Linked DNA regions of Triticum aestivum: region 1 is linked to region 2. The links are chromatin contacts, called in public Hi-C maps. All regions are on one chromosome and are shown on one strand. The core of a region is the stretch at or near the end of the contact, and the rest is flanking DNA. Distances in the headings are between cores, read along the strand shown. Region 1 holds the start of LOC123166663 (putative phospholipid-transporting ATPase 9). Region 2 overlaps LOC123164435 (G patch domain-containing protein TGH homolog).

Region 1 (7,335 bases), core at 1,855-4,354, 260 kb after region 2:
GTAAATCATACATTCATAAATGGAAAGATACAGTAAAATCCAAATCTACTATACTACCGGACAACACACGTGGCAAATTTGACAATTTTGACCTGGAAACGAAATAAATTCACAGAATGAACTGGGTGCGAAACTATTTCACACCCCTAACCCTTTTGTGTAGCGCCCGCCACGCCGGCGCCACACCCTACGGTGCAGCGCCTAGCTCCGGGGCGTTGCACCTCTGTCCACCGTGGCAGCCCATGGGCCCGCACCCAGCAGTGCAACGCCTCCGAGCTAGGCGCCGCACGTGTAATGTGCAGCGCCTAGCCGCTAGGCGCTACACGTGTAATGTGCAGCGCCTAGCCGCTAGGCGCTGCACTGTGACTTATCTGCAAACGCGCCAGCCCTCACCTCCCCCTTACTATCGCAACCAACAAGGTGTCCTCAAAAGATGCAGAAACCACTCCCAGTTGTCATTGTTTTCCACCTCAACCAAAGCAAATGCCAATGGCAACACCCGGTTATTGGCATCACTTGCTATCGCAACCAACAAGGTGCCCTTGTATTGTCCGGTCAAGAACGTGCCATCAATTGCGATGACCGGCGTACAATGTTCGAAAGCCCTCACGCATTGCTCGAGCGCCCAAGAAGCACGGCCAAATACTCTGACTTTCCTTCCTTCATGAACCGTTGTTTGGTGCCCATGAGGCTCGACCACATGAACCATGCCCGGGTTTGTCGCGGCCATGGCTAACAACAACCTAGGGATTCGGTTGTATGCTTCCTCCCATGTACCATACAACATCTTAAATGCGGCTTGCTTCGCCTTCCATGCCTTGCCGTATTTCACCTTGTAATGAAAGATGGCTTTCACAAGGTCAATGACATGTTGGACGCTCATTGTTGGAAGTGTGGATATTGAGTTGGAGAGCCTGTAAGCGATGAACTCGGACGTGAGTTGTTTGTGGTCTTCGGACACAATCTTGCCATCCACCCTTTTGCCTTGGCACATGTGAGTTGGCACACAACTCACTACATGCCAAGTAGGACCTCCTTTCCATGGTCTTGCACGCACAATCCACGGACAACCGCCACGGCGTCTTGCCACTCCTTGTTGGACCTCCTTTCCACGACCTCTACCACCACCACGGCCTCTTGTAAGTCCAAGTTGGACCTCCTTTTCATCTTCACATGCACATGCAACCGTGTAGCGCACATTGACGTCCGAGTGACCACCTTGTGTGGACGATAATGCGTAACCGAGTAGTTGTCGAGCCACATCTTCAAATCCAACAAGCTGTCGAACTTAGAACCTTTAGCAATCCGGTTCTTGTCGTCTACCAAATCACGGTGAGAGCTCGGGCCTAACCCCAAGAGGTACACATTGGCCACCATCTACCACGGCTTCATCCGCGAGACTAACATCCTTGAACAATGTAGTCCGATGATCCCGACCAAATACCTTCTCGAAAGCTTCGGCCTCCTTCACCGTGAACCCCTCCGCATCAACTTGTTCATCGGGACCATCGTCATCCGAGTCCGATGCATATGCACGGGAAAAAGGGATGGAATGGTCCATTGTCTCTTGCAAATGATATTTGTCGAGATCACCCACATTGTTGTCATGGAGATCAACTTCATTGTCATCGTCCGCATACTCATCATTGTCCTCTTGCAAAGATTCATCTTGGTTGTTTCTATAAGGGCTCAATGTTGGCCTCACTTCTTGGGTCAAAAGAGGTTCAACAATTTCATCTCGCTTCAAGGATGGAGGGCTACTAGCAACCAAAGGGGAGGGGTTCCGGTTCAAGTCCAAATGCAAACTTGAATCAACCTTCTTCGTTGCAAATAACTCAAGAGCCTTGTCTAGTGATTCGGCCACCGTCTCCTTGTATGCAACCCAACGTTGCTCCGAGTTTACACGCATTGTCTTCCAACGGATGTGCATTCCAAAACCAACATTATGCCTTCCCTCCAACTCAATGATATCACTAGGGTCCATCCAATTCAAATCTTTCCTAACTTGTTGCAAGAGCTCCGCATAGCTAGGACTACTATCAAACACCATGTCAAACTCATCCGGGTCCGGTTCTTTATTGCCTTTCAAAAAGGCGTCTTTGTCCCATGATGAACAAACACACATGTTCTTCCCATCCCTATAAGCAATGAACACAAGGTAACATTGCTTCCATGAGTACTAATCCATGGATTAACACCGAATACAAACCCTAATATATATATGAAACAACAACCCTAACCCTAACCATAACCCTAACCCTAACCATAACCATAACCCTAACCATAACCCTAGCCCTAAACCTAACCCTAGCACCAACATAAGAACACCCATAAGAATAACCCTAGCATACTAACAAAGCCTAATCATAGAAATTGGCAAACAAACATCTCACATCTCCATGCAAATCTCTAGATCCAAACAAAACTAGGGTTTTCCCCAAACTACCAACAAATGAGCAATGGGAGAACTTTACTTCGATCAAAAAAAGGGGATAGGAGATTATTACCTTGAGGGAGGGTTTGACTTCGAAATCCATGGACAAATTCTTCAAATTTGCAAGATTTGGAAGAAGATTTGAGAGGGGGGAGAGTGGGAGAGGGGGCAAAGCTCGGGGAGAGAGTGAGAGAGTGTGTGGTGGGGGGGTGGGGGAGGGGGCCCAGCCAAGTGGCTGGATAAGTCACAGTGCAGCGCCTAGCGGCTAGGCGCTGCACATTACACGTGTAGCGCCTAGCGGCTAGGCGCTGCACATTACACGTGCGGCGCCTAGCTCGGAGGCGTTGCACTGCTGGGTGCGGACCCATGGGCTGCCACGGTGGACAGAGGTGCAACGCCCCGGAGCTAGGCGCTGCACCGTAGGGTGTGGCGCCGGCATGGCGGGCGCTACACAAAAGGGTCAGGGGTGTGAAATAGTTTCGCACCCAGTTCAGTCTGTAAATTTATTTCGTCTCTATGTCAAAATTGTCAAATTTGCCAACACACGTTTTACCCACCCCCCAAAGCGCCAGGCAGCGCACAGTCACGACAGGCACAGCAGTAGCAGCAGCGGCGCCAACAACCAAACCGGCCAGCCCAAGAACCCCTCTCCCCCCCTCCCCCACCCCCACCCGCGCACACGCACACGCCCACGACTCTGCCTCTCCCTCCCCACCTCCGTTCTCGCATCCCCGGTCCGTCCGTCGTCCCCTGCTCCACTCCACCCTTCTCCCTCCTTCCATTTGACCCCGCTCCCCCGTCTCTTCCTCGGCAAAGCTTCGAATTTTCCTCCCTCCCCCTATCCCCAAGCCTCCCGCTTCCGTGTCCGCGTCCCGTCTTGGATTCGTCCGCCGCGCCAACAAAGAAACCGCGTGCGTGCGTGCGTGCGCGTCGGTTCGGTCCCGTCCGGCCCTTGTTCCTTCCTTGCCGGCCGCTGCTTCGCGCGCATTGCCGCCCCGCCCCCGCCCGCGGGATTCCTCCGCCCAATAAGTTCCTTTCCCGGGGACGTTTCTCGGAGGACGGACAGGAAGAAAAAAGCCGCGCGCGCTGCCTCGCCGCATGGATCAGGGTCCCCCGCGCTGCCGCCTGGAGCTGGGATTTCGGGACGCGGGCGTTCAGGGGTTCCGGCCGGACGCCGCCGCCGCCGCGCCGCGGCAGGGCGGGATCTCGGAGCTCTGTTGAGGCGTTCCGGGTCAGGTGATTTAGTCCAGTGCTGTCCAGTTCCTCGTGTGGCTGCCTCGCCTGCTTTTTTTAGGTAGGTGGGGGCGGTGGAGCCTTTCTTGGTGGGTGGGAGCGCGCCCCGAATTTATTGCGAGGCGTTTCTTGGGTTCTCACCTGAAATCTGGGTTCTTCTTGCCCACAGGGGGAGTCCAGTGATTTGTTCCTGATTCATCCACTGGTTCTTGAGGGCTGAATTTTCAGATTCAACTCAGTAAGTTTGAGGCCAAAAGTTCTGTCATCTCAGCACTAGGCAAGAGAGCTGAGCCTGGTGAGCCCTGGGCAGTAGTAGTCTGGTGCGGTGATCTGGTTGTTGTGTCAAAATGGCACGGGTAAGGAGGAGGCTGGAGAAGCTGAAGCTGAGTACATTGTACAGCTTCGCGCTCTGCGCCAAGGGCTCCACCGAAGATCACTCCAAGATTGGCACGGCGGGGTTCTCCCGAGTCGTCTACGTCAATGATCCAGACAGGCATGAAGAGGAGGGCTTCAGATACCCAAGAAATGAGGTGTCCACTACCAAGTACTCGTTGGTCACCTTCGTGCCCAAGTCCCTCTTTGAGCAGTTCCGGAGGGTGGCCAACTTCTACTTCCTCGTCTCGGGGATCCTCACGCTGACCCCGCTCGCGCCCTACTCAGCGGTAAGCGCGCTACTGCCATTGTCGGTCGTGATTACGGCCACCATGCTGAAAGAAGGGGTTGAGGATTGGAGGAGGAAACAACAGGTATCGTTTCTGTTATCTTCTGTTCAAATCCTACCACAAGTGAATCATATTAAGCCAACTTTCTTTCGACTCATAGGAATAGTATGTTGTGATTCACAAAGAACTTAACATGCCTGCACATAATCCGACCTTTCCAATGGTTGCTTCATGAACTGCTCAACAAGGACTTACGGGGTTTCCTTTTTCTTGATGATGAGGTGTTCTTTTTTTATTCAGTTGCATCTCTCGGCTTGCATCTTGAAAGGATTTTTTTGTATGATAAGACAAAGTAGGGAGGAACCTAAATCTAGTGGAACTTTCTTTCTGGATCAACCAATAAAACGTCATAAATCGGCAGGAAGTAAAAAATATGTTTTTTACTATTAAACTGTTAATTTTGAAGTATGTAAGAAACCACAAATAACTGAAGGTAAGAGCACTACCACCAAAGAAGTAAAGGAGTATGGATACATTGGATGTTAACATAATATGTGATGCTTTGTATTTTTACCTTTTTAGCGTAATATTATGTGTCACTTAGTTACAACCAACCTATGAGCTTCCTATCTGAACAATGCCATGAACTACGTCACAAATTACTTTTGTCTCATCACATTAAATTTTCAGTTATTTCACTTTGCATGAGATCTAGTCATACAATGTCATTGTGAGTTATACTGGATCCATTCTATCCCAGGCAGCTGACAAACTAATTTAGGAAGAATTTATAATCTCAGTTGTAGCACATGGTTCCGTTGTATCAACTTTTTTTCTGTGAATAGATAAATGTTCAGTTTTTCTAGATATTAAGATAGACCATAGCTAAATTTGTTATGAATTTCCATTCATCGACGTGGTACACATCTTTGTGATGGACTAGTTGCACCAATATTAATCTTTAATTTGCTGCATTATCTCTATGATTTAGTTGGTTTGTATTTCTGTGTATATTCTCATGCTGTTGATATGCTAAGTTAATATTTGCAATTCTTCGTTCAGGACATTGAGCTCAACAATCGAATAGTAAAAGTACATAGAGGGAATGGCAGTTTTGAAGAGACAAAATGGAAGTATATCAAAATTGGAGATGTGATCAAGGTGGAGAAGGATAATTTCTTTCCTGCTGACTTGATTCTACTTTCATCTAACTATCCGGATGGGATCTGCTATGTAGAGACTATGAACCTTGATGGTGAAACAAATTTGAAAATTAAACAAGCTCTTGAGGTGACATCGGATTTACAAGAGGATGGTGATTTCACAAACCTTAGACAAATAATCAAATGCGAAGATCCGAATGCGAATCTTTATTCTTTTGTTGGTACTATGGATTATAAAGGCATGCGGCATCCTCTGTCACCCCAACAACTCCTTCTTCGGGACTCAAAGCTGCGGAACACTGATTACATATATGGGGCTGTCATCTTCACAGGTCATGATACAAAAGTGATGCAAAATGCAACTGAGCCACCATCTAAAAGAAGCAAGATTGAGAAGAAAATGGATTACATCATTTACCTGCTGCTGTGTTCTTTACTTGGAATTGCTTTACTTGGTTCAGTCTTTTTTGGTATATGGACTAAAGCTGATTTAAGGAATGGTGAGCTAAAACGGTGGTATCTTCGCCCAGATGATTCGACCGTCTTCTATGACCCGAAACGAGCACCTCTGGCATCCTTTTGTCATCTGTTGACAGCCTTAATGTTGTACAACTACTTTATCCCAATTTCTTTGTACATATCCATTGAGATGGTCAAGATCTTACAGGCTGTATTCATCAACCAGGACATTGACATGTATGATGAAGAATCAGATAAGCCAACTCATGCTCGAACCTCAAATCTAAACGAAGAACTAGGTCAAGTTGACACAATTCTCTCTGATAAGACTGGAACCTTGACCTGCAACATGATGGAGTTTATCAAGTGTTCGATTGCTGGCACTGCATATGGTCAGTCTGTCACAGAAGTTGAGAAAGCTATGGCCCTGAGGAAAGGGGTGCCGCTAGGTGACGAGATAGAAGCTGGAGGGCACAAGGAGAAACAAATCGAGGAGAGTCCTCATGTCAAAGGTTTTAATTTGAAGGATCCACGTATAATGGATGGAAATTGGATACATGAACCTAATAAAGATGTCATCAGGGATTTTTTCCGTCTGCTAGCCATCTGCCATACATGCATACCTGAAGTAGATGAAACTGATAAAGTTTCGTACGAAGCTGAGTCCCCTGATGAAGCTGCATTTGTTATCGCAGCAAGAGAATTAGGATTTGAGTTTTACAAGAGGACACAGACAAGTATAGTTATTCGTGAACGCGATCCTAACCAGAATGTTGCAGATTATCAGTATAGGTATGCAATTTTTTTTTTCATTAAAGGATATTGTTTATTACGTAAATTTGACCTTTAGCATCCTCTTACAGAAAATATGAGCTCCTAAATGTCTTGGAATTCAGTAGCTCACGAAGACGGATGTCTGTGATAGTGAAGGAACCAGAGCCAGAGGGGAGGATATTACTGTTTAGCAAGGGCGCTGATAGGTAAGTACTCCACATGTTCTAAATTTCTGTATTGTTTCACAATTAACGGGCAAACTTGTATATGCCTATGGCTTCTTATCTGTCTTCTCCATGTGAATAGTGTGATGTTCACAAGGCTTGCACCAGATGGAAGAAAATTTGAGGAAGAGACTAAAAGGCACATAAACGAGTATTCTGATTCTGGTCTAAGAACACTGGTTCTTGCGTACCGCGTCTTGGATGAGAAAGAGTACGAGAACTTCGCTGAAAAATTCAGGACTGCCAAAATATCTGGAAGTGCTGACAGAGATGAACAAATTGGGGAGGCTGCTGATAGCATTGAGCGGGACTTGATTCTTCTTGGTGCTACTGCTGTTGAAGACAAGCTCCAGAAAGGGGTATGTTTTTTATGACAAGGATATGCT
Region 2 (6,596 bases), core at 2,026-4,525:
AACTTGGACAGTTGTCTAGGCTTCCTCTTTAAGCCTGTAAAATATTTCATGTTTAGAAGAGCTTAAGCCTATATGGTGGCTTAAGCTGCTCCACAGGTGGACGTGATCCTATTGTGCATGCCAAGTTTCCATAAAATGTGTAAAAAAATCATGTATGTACAACATACTATGCATACGCACTTGCAAAAATAAGATCATTTGTGTACTGTACAAAAAGTACAAGAGGCGAGATACTAGCAGAGCAACTATATGTGCACAAATTACTTTCTTACAGTTCACAAATGGTCATATTGTATAGCATGTTGTGCATCTGTGAATTTTCTGTATTTTATTTAGACACACAAATTACAATTTATGATGGGTGATGTGGGCGCAACAGTTGCTGATTTTGATTCCACAGTTGTCTATGTTGTCAATTAGGAAATGGTTAATTGGACTTGAGGGTTCTGTACTTCTGTACTGACAAGTTATTTGTTGCGCTTTCCAGGCAATCTTTTCTGATGATTCAGACGATGATATGGACGAACCTCTTAACAATCAACAAGTGGACCCAGTGAAGACGAGTGAAGGTGCCAACATGGCTCTTAATCGTCTTGTTGCTGAGGATTTCCTGGAATCTTTGGGTAAAGAACTGGGATTGGAGGTTCCTCCAGAGAAACCTGCCCAGCCACCGAATGTATTATTTAGATCAGAAATCCTTCCAACGGCTGATGCAAGTGTATCTAGGAATGGCCAGACATCTACTTTTAGGGAGATAAAGGAGAACGAGGGTTCTTTGGGTTTGATGGAAGCTGCCAATGGTAATGGGGACGATCCTTCATCCAATGTCGAAAAGCTTGATTTCAAATATGAGCATAGTGCTGACATAGGCCGGTCACACTCTTTACATCGTCAGATTCGGAACGGTAGTCCAGAGTCTGATACTTCTATTGAACGGCATAGGAGTAGGAAAAGAAGATCCCATCATCGAAATCGGAGTCCAACACCAGATTCTGGTTCTTCTGATGAACGACGTAGTAGTAAGAAAAGAAAGTCACATTCAAGGCATAGAGCAGGCAGGAGTAGAACTCCTGATGGCGATTTGTCCTCTGACAGCCAAAGGAATAAGAGAAAACGTCGGGAGAAAAGGAGTCATCAGACCCGCATGTCTGACAGTGATTCTAGTGATCATGAATACAAGGAAAAATATACATCTAGTAGTAGAAGATCATCTGATAAAGACAGAAGTAGAAAGCATTCTAAACACCGCAGGCACAGAAGAAAAGACTCTGCATAATGTTCTTGAATACAGCTACAGGAATATATGGCTGCAAACGAAAGAATTCACACTAGCTTCTCCAGATCATCCAAGTTGGTGAAAATGTTGGGCCCGATACTGAAGTGGATGTTTATAGTAAGCATTCTAAACCAACCTTATGTTTTTGTTCTTGTGTACATGGTATTTTGAGTGAGCTGTTATTTTACCTGCATATGGTATTTTATATTTATAATGGTGGAAGATCCTTTCTTGTCTTCAATGTACGTGATGCTTCGTGTTGTTATTTTACCTAAGCATGCCTATCACTTTCTTGTCCTTCACTTCAAATTGTTATCCTACATTTTCTGCACTTACTTCAAGAATGGACAAATAGCCTTAAAAGATTGGGAGATCACAAATCCTGGCAGAGCTAGAAACAAAACCATTCTAGTGTTTTTGTCGAACTATAAGTGGAAGCAAAAAGAAAAAGGAAAATTCAAAGCTTAAGTTGTGTGCTAGCGCCGCTAATTTGATCCTTGTTGGTTTGGTCTTCCAAATGGTGTTTTGGGCCAAGCTGGTATCCTGTACTCCCTCTGTTCCAAATTACTTGTCGCAGAAATGGATGTATCTAGAACTAAAATACATCTAGATACATCCATTTCTGCGACGAGTAATTCGGAACGGAGGGAGTACATACCTGGGCAGCACTACGAGGTCTGCTTTACAACACTTCCCTAAGTCAACTGTGTTGCTTCGCTCCATGCAAACTAATGTGTCCTACACTTGCATTTCGGACTGTTGCGGTTAGCAAAGTTATATTAATCTTAAAGAAATTGCATATAACCAGTGAAAGTTATCTTTGTGTTACTTGAAGCCCAATTCCAAAGGGTTACGAGGCTAGTTGTGTTTTCCATCCAGGAGTTGCTGAGTTTGGCAGGAAACTAGCTGGGAATGGGCTTGGTTTGAGCCAAACTGTGGCGACCTGAATGTTTATAGTTTTCTAGTTTATTTACATCTCTTGGTGAACATGATGCTTTCTTCATAAGAAACACAATGCAGTCGGATTTGGCTGATAGATGTTGCCGGGTTTTTGGATAGTCATTCTTTGAGTTACAGGCCTGATGTGGCTTCTGTCTTTTGTGTCTTGATTTCCTCCTGTACGACCCTTATTATTACCTAACTTTGTGGCATTTCTGTTGAGCAAGGAAAACTAGTGTACCCTTTTTTTTGTTCTTTTTTTGCGGGTTAACTAATGTACCCGTTTTGTGTTGTTGCAGTCACAAGTTGATGCCGTGTTATCCAGTCATCCAAAACTATTTGATGAGCCTGGAAGCTTCTTGCGTAGTAGTTACTGAGATTCGGGTTGTGCGTGCAGCCTTCCTTTGTATGTGGAGTTTCTGTTGCCATCGTGCCCCTACCTCCTGTTGTGTTGTCTATGTCATGTCATAAATTCGTTCCGTTCCGGAAGACTGTCTCTGAGGACCCTTGTACAACTCAAACTGCCAGACATGAACAGGTGTAAATAGAAGAGAATTGGGTTGTCATTAACATAGTATTTAGATTTTCATTTTCGGTGGTGTTGTTTTCAGTTACAAGTACTGTTTCTGTCATGCCAACACAATGTATATCGGTCTAGGACAAGAAAGTTCGTTCTCCGTGTTGCTTGTGTGCTTGCGCACCTGTGGTGTTGATGCAAATGCCCAGCGAAACAGCAACCATAAGCAGGTAAAGAGCTCGGACGCCAGAATGAAGCCTGGCGAAGCACCCGTGCACTAGCACATGAGCGTATGGTAACGTCATCATGTAGACATGACGAGGACCGGTGTCGAAAAGGCGCGCTCGCTTCATGCAGACTCTACTGAGTACATGAGCAGCAGGCAGGCATGATGACTCCCGCGGGAGAAGCCTAGAAGATTCGATTCTTGGGTCGGGAGGCAAGCCACGCACGGGCTGCCATTCCATCCAGCATCTCCAACGCACGGACGCGTCGCCCTCGCCTGGTCCAACTTCTGTTTGCTGCCAACTGCGACGGGCCCGGCGTCGCCGTCGCAGTCGCCGCGAGATACGGTGTCAGCAGCGCCAAGAAAAGAGAAAAGGCGTCCCACAGTATCTGTCTCTCTTTCCAGCAGCATCTGACGCGGGAGATCCTTTTTGGTGCTAATGGAGTAGTTTTATGAACTCTCGTGCTGCTAGGCTGATTGGACCCTATCTACTTGCACCAGACGACCACCTTGCATTAGGGGTACGTTATGTCAGCATGGTAGGGCGTGTGGCGCGGTCTGCTGTGCTTCGTGGTCGTGGTGACGGGCGCAAGGCGACGCCGGCTGCTGTTGCCCGGGATAAGAGCGAGCGAGCGAGCGAGCGGGCTGTTGGTTGGGCGATCACCCGCCCGCGCAACACGAAGGAGGTGGTTAACCTACCGGCCACCAACCACAAAGCGAAAGAGAAGGCGGGGTATCCGCGTCCGTCCAGTCGACGACGGGCGTCGCGGCAAGTCGGATTCGACCGGCTGACTGATTGATTGATACGATCGACGCGGACCTGTGCACGGACGGACGGACGTACTACTACGTATAGCAGCAGCTTTGCAAACGGACACGAGCGATGCGCTGCGCTGCACGCATCGGGAGGAAGACAAGTGTGCTGCGCACCGACTATGTAGCAGCTAGCTAGCGCGAACTCATTTTGTTCTTGTTCTACGTGCGTCTTCTTGGAGAGTGGAATTCGGTTAAGTATAATCGCGCCGATGGTAACAGCTAATCACTCAATCAGGTGAGGCCGGGATCGGGATGGCGTGGAAAGTGTCGCGAGTAGTGTGTTTTACAGCGGGGGATGATACCGAGGGAAGTGGTGGTGGCGAACTTTGTCACCGTGCCTTTGCTTCTTTCTGCGTGGCCGAGGAGAGATCGTGTCTTTCCCTAAGTACATCTGGCGTCCTTTTGTACTGCTGTTACTAGTTTAACCCTGCTCCGAGAAGGGATGTCTTTTAGGACACTCCAAAGGCCAGGAATGCAAAAGAAGATCTAGCTAGGGCATATAATAGCCAGATATGTGAGTTATTCCCTCCGTTACTAAATATTTGTTTTTGTAGAGATTTCAACAAATGACTACATACAGAGCAAAATGAGTGAATCTATACTCTAAAATATGTCTATATACATCCGTATGTGATAGTTCATTTAAAATCTAACAACAAATATTTAGGACGGAGGGAGTAATAAACAACAAATGATGCTTAGTACTTACATACTTAAACTTCTTCCATGAATGGCAACAACTCCTCTACGTGCGCAGCCCACAATAATCAAAGCGCGCTTGCTCGTTTGACTTTAGAGCTCAATCACTTGGGCGATTCGCATACGTGAACAAACGCATTGATTTTATTTTTTGCGAAGAAACAAACGCATTTGATTTTGAATTGTTGGCGTTTTGGTGATGACAACATGCTTCTCCAATAAGGATCACGACCGATGATATGTCTCCAGACTCTAGAGTCAAATTAAATACCACGTACTAGTTGCTTACAAATTGGACCAATGCTAGCTTATACAATGCCGACAATTATTGGAGCCCAACGTCCAGTTATTATTTCAAAATAATCTTAAGTAAAATGCCAACTTGGTAAGTCTTAGTCAGACAAGACTTAATTAAAGCCCTAAAAATAATCTTTCACATCATGTGAGGTAACAGCCTGGCTACTAACAAATGTGGTTCGGACTTCGGACTCAATTGTCAAGTACTCAAATGTTTATTCACATGCACCTGTCAGAACATGTATTGATAATCTTTTTTATTTTTAAAATAATATATTGATATGTGAAATTTGCATACTCTGTGAATATCAAATCCAGTTTTCTGGCTGAAAAAAAAAGATAAAAACATCCAGGTACTAATTCTACCCAGTTTAAGTCGGGCACATGTTTTTAGGTCTTTAATTCAATTGATCTTTAGATCTTAATTCGTGCATAACTTATTCTTAAAAAATTAAAAAACATGATGGGGAAGTTATTCCCACATGCAAGAGTAATTAGTTAGCGTTTGTGCCGCTTGAGTGGCGTGTATCTCACAAACTTCTCTCTTAATCAATGAAAATGGCAAGTATTTTGCCTTGTTTCAAAAAAAAGTTATTCCCAAACTAACTATCCGGTTTATAAGTCTCTTCAATTCAGTTGGTCTTTAGATTTTTCTTTTGTACATACCTTGCATAAAAAGGAGAGCCTTTTTGTACATAAGTTATTCCGAAAATTTTAGAAAAATACGCCGGGCGAAGTTATTATCATAGGTCCGGTAAAGAAACAAGGGATGACCAACCGACTAAAATACCAGTCCGAAGGGAGTATCCGGGTTTATAAGTCAGACACGGCTTTCTAAATCTTCAATTTTGGCTGATCGAACATGTTTTATGTATGTCGCAGAGAATATAGCTTTAGTTTTTTTCTAGAACATATTTATTTTTGTGGTGTATTACAAATATTTTTTAGTCAAATTGAAGACCTAAATCTTCGTGCCTGACTTGCAAATATGAATGGGAGGTTTTTTTTAATGGGTAATACTCCCTCCGTTCCTAAATATTTGTCTTTTTAGAGATTTCAAATGGACTACCACATACGGATGTATATAGACATATTTTAGAGTGTAGATTCACTCATTTTGCTCCGTATGTAGTCACTTGTTGAAATCTCTAGAAAGACAAATATTTAGGAATGGAGGGAGTAGCTTTTATTCCTCGTATAATAGTCATATCATTTACAAGCTGATGATAAACAAAATCAGGGATTGTGAAGTCCCAAAACTAGAAGATCTTAGCCTAAAGGAATGAATGGAGGGAGTTTTTTGTTTGTTTGACGAAAGACGTTATATATCAAAGTGCATGTGTGCATATCTACATAGTTGCCAAGGCAAAACGAGAAAGCGATCGAGGAACAGAACTCTACAGGGCTCGCACACGAGTACCTAGCTTTTTCTTTCACAATACGTGCCTGAACAAACCTTGTCGTCAACAATGGTAGCTAGCTAATGCATCCAAGTTGAGATCAGCCACTCGGAATTTGTCCTCGTCGACCACCTGTAACCAACACAACTAGGAGTACTACAGTAGCAACGAATATAAGAGACAAAACGAAACTGACAGGGATTCCAGGTGATCGTTACGTGGTTCTAAAAAAAAGGCGATCGTTACGTGCCAGCTTACTGCACCCCCGGTGAGATATTAGTAGTGGTGGCAGTTGATTGGTTAGGTGAATGTATCGACTATTCTGGACAGAAAGGCGAAAGGGAAGATGGCCAACTCGTCGCTGTCCTTGACATTTCGCGCCGGCCCGTAATGGGATTTCTGAACGGGTGTGAAGCTCTGTTGTAC

The links. A called contact is a pair of places that touch in the nucleus more often than the background predicts.
Region 1: a contact with region 2 is called in a Hi-C map of leaf, with 6 times the contacts expected there. The contact joins the promoter of LOC123166663 here to the enhancer-like site in region 2. A contact is called at or near these places in 4 of 5 Hi-C or Micro-C datasets (leaf and an unstated tissue) and 1 of 1 datasets of contacts at active chromatin or transcription factors (leaf).

What each region holds. Positions count from the first base shown.
Region 1 is chr7D:195,069,768-195,077,102 of IWGSC CS RefSeq v2.1, forward strand. LOC123166663 (putative phospholipid-transporting ATPase 9) reads left to right here and starts at 3,105. Exons shown (of 12, transcript XM_044584465.1): 1 at 3,105-3,728; 2 at 3,837-4,413; 3 at 5,392-6,743; 4 at 6,815-6,931; 5 at 7,032-7,308. The coding sequence starts at 4,015.
Region 2 is chr7D:194,807,441-194,814,036 of IWGSC CS RefSeq v2.1, forward strand. LOC123164435 (G patch domain-containing protein TGH homolog) reads left to right here. Exons shown (of 17, transcript XM_044581917.1): 16 at 488-1,393; 17 at 2,515-2,804. The coding sequence ends at 1,276. Among protein-coding and RNA genes, the nearest start is that of LOC123164435, 14 kb to the left of the region's middle. Within about 2 kb of position 3,276, at least 2 of the 8 cell types and tissues checked have an H3K27ac peak or open chromatin away from gene starts, as enhancers often do. A contact at or near this core is called in leaf, where this site is marked.